2 separate regions of the Gasterosteus aculeatus genome follow, and region 1 is linked to region 2. A link is a contact called in public Hi-C data. All regions are on one chromosome and are shown on one strand. The core of a region is the stretch at or near the end of the contact, and the rest is flanking DNA. Distances in the headings are between cores, read along the strand shown. Region 1 overlaps macf1a (microtubule actin crosslinking factor 1a). Region 2 overlaps macf1a (microtubule actin crosslinking factor 1a).

The links. Hi-C and Micro-C count contacts between places; a contact is called where the count stands out from the background.
Region 1: a Hi-C map of skeletal muscle shows a contact between it and region 2, with 6 times the contacts expected there. The contact joins two enhancer-like sites. A contact is called at or near these places in 3 of 6 Hi-C or Micro-C datasets (liver and skeletal muscle).

Annotation. Positions count from the first base shown.
Region 1 is chr10:3,651,713-3,654,412 of fGasAcu3.hap1.1, forward strand. All of the region lies in intron 2 of macf1a (microtubule actin crosslinking factor 1a), which reads right to left. Among protein-coding and RNA genes, the nearest start is that of macf1a, 14 kb to the right of the region's middle. Within about 2 kb of position 1,434, at least 8 of the 9 cell types and tissues checked have open chromatin away from gene starts, as enhancers often do.
Region 2 is chr10:3,587,909-3,590,740 of fGasAcu3.hap1.1, forward strand. It overlaps macf1a (microtubule actin crosslinking factor 1a), which reads right to left. Exons shown (of 109, transcript XM_078080751.1): 17 at 2,543-2,671; 18 at 2,376-2,453; 19 at 1,408-1,569; 20 at 1,137-1,241; 21 at 479-574; 22 at 237-362. Among protein-coding and RNA genes, the nearest start is that of bmp8a, 78 kb to the left of the region's middle. Within about 2 kb of position 1,548, at least 3 of the 9 cell types and tissues checked have open chromatin away from gene starts, as enhancers often do.

The DNA of each region.
Region 1 (2,700 bases), core at 184-2,683, 64 kb after region 2:
TATAGCACCGACGAAGGGCAGGAGACGTGAGGGGTGAAAACCTGCAGCCTCACCGTAGGACGTCCTACTGGAACAGACAGGGCTTAGGGTTGGTTTACTGGGTCGGGTCGCTCACGGTCTCCTCCCGACTGCAGTAAACCCACACATCTACAGACCTACAAACTCCAGTACTGATTGTAATGTCAACAACGCTGGACTCCGATCACTGACCTAAGATCAGTTCTGTGTTGAGGGGTCCAAAAGGCCAAAAAAAGACCAAAAGTCCTACTACCTGCAGAGGAACCCTGACCCATTTACCACTTAATCATTAGAAACATCAAATGCATCTCGCTGTGTGCCAATAAAACAGACCTGGTCTGTTTAACAGCTGATACGTTAACATTTATGCCCTGCCATGCAACACACCTGCTGCAGGAAAAAACTATTTGAGCCAAAGACCCTCGAGAGATGCGTTGCGCTGGACATACAGATAAGAAGTCTGCATAGTTTGGCCCAGATGTGTTCCAGATCTTGCCACGTTTTTTCACTTCCCTTCAACAGAAGCCTCATTTTAGGGCCAAAAAGCAGCAGCGTGTCCCCATAACAAAGATATAACAAGCTGTCACGGAAAACTGCTTCTTCTTCTGTGGTCCTACACGTGTCTTACGGATACTTTATTGTCGGGACTGAAGAACTGCAGATCATGTGAACCTTTGCCGATAACACAAACGATCCTCAAGGAGGACTTTATTATAATGATAAATCATTTAAAGCAACATCACATCAGTGAGGCTGCCTGAGGCCCCATTATCTCACACACACACACACACACACACACACACACACACACACACACACACACACACACACACACACACACACACACACACACACACACACGTCAGCGTCCTGTTTACAGGGCAAACAGCGGACACAGGGCAAAACAAGCGTTGGGTGGAGGAGACATCAGCGGGAGATGCAGATCGGAGCCCTGTTCTGTTCGGTTTATGCAAACAGAGAAACCCTCCAGGTCATGAAAGCGGCAGACAAGCTTCGGCCAGAAGATCAACTTCCAGACACACGCCTCAAGGCTTTTTAGCCAAAGTATTTTCATATTCTCTCAGCATTCCTGTAATGTTCCCAGAGCGACATTATGAACACAGTATAAGTTAAGCGTGGACTTAAATTAGTTGTTTATTTGGGGCTTAGCGGTGAAACCATTATATTGGCTGTAACATTTTAATCTGGATGCATTTTTACGAAGATGAGGCACATGTTTTGTTTTTTTTTAAGTGTCACCTTTACCTTTATATCGCTCCAACACGTCCTCGTACGCCTGGGCGAACTCCTTCTCCTGGGACCGGTTCGTCGGCAAGAGCCCCGGTGTGAACCCGGCCATGGTGGATGTGCGAGCCGGGCAGGCAGTGGAGTGGAGGGGGGGGGTCGGCCTGCAGACTACCGCAGTGACTCCGGCTCCTTCCGCTCTGCGTCCCACACAACACCACCTTGCGAGGGACTAACGAATCCGATGCATTGACGCACAGAAAGAGCCTCGTACCTCACTTCCGAGCTTAGATAATCCTTGCGGGGGGGGGGGACTTAAGACAATACAAAAGGACAACAAAAGCCAGGAGTCTGGCGACGTGGGAATGTGTTTGGATGAAGGTTACATAAAGGCTCTATCCATTGCCGCGGCGTGCGGGACACACAGCGGCATCACCCGGCGGGGCTTCTCCGACCAGTCCCTCCTTTAATATCGGCGTCCACCCGGTGACTGCTGCGCTGTGCTCCTCCTGTGTGTGTGTGAAGGAGTAAATCCCTCACACCCCAGCTGAGAGTCCCTAGAGGAGAGGGGGGGGGCAGTGTGTCCGTTTCCGTCCCCAAAATGAGCGGAGCTCCCCTGGCTCGCTATCCCGGGCTGTGTCGGCGTCCTGCGGATCCGAGGCGAGCCGCCTGAGCTCCAGCGTGCTTCCCCGCCGTAATGGCCGCTTCTATCCCAGGCTTTGCGGTCTCCGCCTCGGTGCGAATGTGCGCGTCTTCGTTTCTCCCTCCGTCTCCCTCCCTCCCGGTCTCGCGTCTGCTCAGGTTCCTCGGGCTTTTCCCCCGCAGTGGCGGTCTTCCATCTCTCTCTGTCGGCCGCGCCAGGAACCTCCGCCACAGGAATCCCCGGAGCCGGCGGTGAAGTAGCGGCAGCTAGCTTACAGGCTGCCGGGGAAATGGAGCTGGAGCGCCCCCAGATGGTCACCACGGCTCGGCGGTCGGCAGGCCGATTGAAATGATCATTCAATTAACGTTAAACTGCACCGTATAAAACCAATTCACACCCACCACGTGTCGTATTATTGGTTATATTATGAAGAGCGGGTCAATTCCGTTATGTTACACCGGCGGGAATGGCGGTTCGCGTTGGCCTCCTGAATCAATTCTCTGTTAAAAGTAAGAAGGTGACTCGGTGTTTGGTCTTTCTGTCGGCTGTTATTAGACATCTGTTGCAGACGAAGAATTGAAACTTTAAATTAAAGAGAAATACTTTAAATGATTGTATGAGCTATTTGTCGGAGAACCGTTGATGAGACGGAGAATCCAATATGGCGGATCTCCTGCCAATACGTTTTCTTTATATAATTATTGGCGGCTGTGACAATAATACAGGCAATAACATTAGTACACAGCTGGTAACGTACAAGCAGGCAAACAAATCAGGGCAGAAACACAACACAT
Region 2 (2,832 bases), core at 298-2,797:
TTTTTATTATTTATCTTTGAACTCAAAGCTGAGACAAAAGGGTAACTTTGCGATTGCCAACCTTTTATAATGAGAAGAAAGTGCTTTCCCAGATTGAGTGTCCTGAATAAAAGACTTCAATCAACTGATACTGCATCATTGACACATTTGACAGTTGTGTGCTTTGCTCAAGGGCACCATCGCTATTGAGGAAGCTCATTATTTCTACTTGGAATTTGGTCAAGGGGGGCAGATACCATCGAGTCCTGCAGCAGGTCCTCCAGTTTGCTCAGTCTGCTGTTCCTGTCACAGGTGTACTGTCTCTTGATGGTTTCCTGGAGCTGGCGCAGGTACGACTCGCAGTCCCGAGCATCGCCCATGAACTGACACGGGAGACAAGAATATTTGACGTTATGCCTCTGAGGGGGCCAGTGGAGGACGGTGAAGAGGAGTGATTTGGTGCGCAGGTCTGATAACAAGGAGTGAGTTGTCACCTCACCTGGAAGTACGCCGTGTTGTCTTTGAGATGCTGCTCCACACACATGCACAGCTGGTTCACCCACTGCCACTGGGTCTGCAGGGCTGCGCTGTACGCCTGAAAGCACACAGAGAGGGGGGGGGGTCACGCTGCAGCTACAGGGAGCTTCAAAAGGGTCGCTGCGACGCATCAACGGGGATGTCGATTGCCACACATTCAGAGTCGGCAGGCAGCGTCTGGCACTGGGTTCTTTTTACAACTGTGCAGTGATCCGCGGTGGCAGAGAACAAGCAAAGTGGAACATGGAGCATGAAGGGCAACTCCCAGTCATCACAATGACAAATAATATATAGTATATTAAAAGAATATACATTCTAGTTCAGTATTTAACCATTTATTTACATAATATGCGGTAAGCTGCAAGCTCCGTCGCCATGTTGAGAGGTAATTTATATGCTTTATATGCTCCCTAATCAAGCACCTTAAAGGCATGAGTGTTTGTTTTGGCTCCACAGTATATTATTGACTTATTAAAGGAAGTTATTTAAACTTACTTTTATAGAAAAGTTTTTATTTAAAGAATGCAACGAAACAAAACACAGCCGGGTATTTCAGGTTGAAGTGCTCCAACAAAAGGCAGCATCTTGAAAGGTCATCCGGTCTCAGAGAATAAAGTCACCTCCACAGTCTGTTTGGCTGGATGGTTCTCCTGACACAGCCGGTTGGCCGTTTCCTGCAGCGACCGCATCACATCTCGTTTCTCATCCAGCTCTAACCTCATTTCCTGCAAACAGAACAGGAAAAGACGGGTGGTTACACTAGATTACAGGTTTCTCATTTTTTATTGTACGCCACCAGCCTGTCTTGTGTGCATGTCAACGCAACCCGTGTGTGTAAAAAACATATGTTTTGTGTATGCATGCTTGTGTGTGAGCGCCTCCCCCACTCACGCTGTATAACTCTCTCTTGGCGTTCATGCCGGGGTTGTTGTCGCTCCAGTCGAAGGCGATCTCCTCCTCCTCCCTCTCGTTGAGCCAGATCAGCTCCTCGGTGCAGTGCGCCACAAACGCGTGTAAGCTCTCCAAGCTCCGCAGGCGCCACGACGAATGTTCCTATGGCAACCACACAAACAAACATCATCCTCACGCTGATCAGCAGTGCAGAGGAATAAAAACATTTTTTAAGAACATCCTCTGCCCTCTGGTTGTTGGTTAGGTGGTTTTGGCGTGCTCGCAGGGATTATAGAAAAGATCACCGTGACAACGAGAAACGTGGCGACATATTAGTCAAAGTTTAGCACAGAGAGTATATGGATCACTCAATTACTCAGGAGGGCAATTCAAATGTATAATGTATCCATGTTTTTTGGATGAATCAGGCTCCAAATGATATCTGAATAAATCCCTCTTTAAAAACTTGTATGATACAGAAAGGAGCTGTGGCCTTTTTAAAATCATTTTCACATGTGTTTTCATAACAACGATATTAATTAAAACCCATTATTCCATAAAATGTTATTTTGTGAATTCCCGGATGATTCATAGATTGTTTCATGGTCTCGCTAATCACCAATACATCTACTCTTATTATAGTATAATTAGTATATTATTATATTAACTTGCACTTGCATCCAGATATACGCACATGCACACAAAACTGTAAAACCTCAAATGAGGTTCACCAAAAATACCAGAAATATATTAGGAGGCAAGAAGGGACAAAGAAACCAAAGGAAACTGGGGGAGGGGCGCGGCTTTGGGGGGAGGGGCGCGGCTTTGGGGAGAGGAGCAAAAAGAGAGCATACGAGGCAGAAGAGTCCCGTCATGGTATAAAGGGATTAAAGGGGATGAACTGGGAGACAAATAAGTGTTTCCACTAAAACACACAGTTTACACACGGTTCTTGCTCAGAGACTGACCAGTAGTTTGCAGTATTGGTGCTCCAGCTTGGCCAGGGTTTCACAGTAACTGCTCTTGAAGTTGGGGGACACTTTAGCCTGGAACAGAGGACAGTAGAGCATCGTCACAAACCCGTGGCTCTGGGCCCAAAGACCTCCGTGTTGGTGCATGCAGGATGTGTGCGCACCTCGTAGGCCCGAGCCTCCTGCAGGCTGCTCATGAGCTCTTCCACTGCGCCGTGTACGGCGTTGTGCTCCTGGAGGTTGTTTTCTACGGAGGGGAGGTCGGCGCCCCACTCGGCACGCTCCAAAAGGTCCTGGATTCCAGAGAGCAGAAAAATATTTCTTCTTTAATCCCACTGGAATGTTTACAGCGTTTATGTTGTCATGGTAATATTCATGTTTTGTTTTTTTAATCTCTTGCAGTTACATACTTTATATTATAGGATAATTAAATAATAATGCTTTACAAAAAATG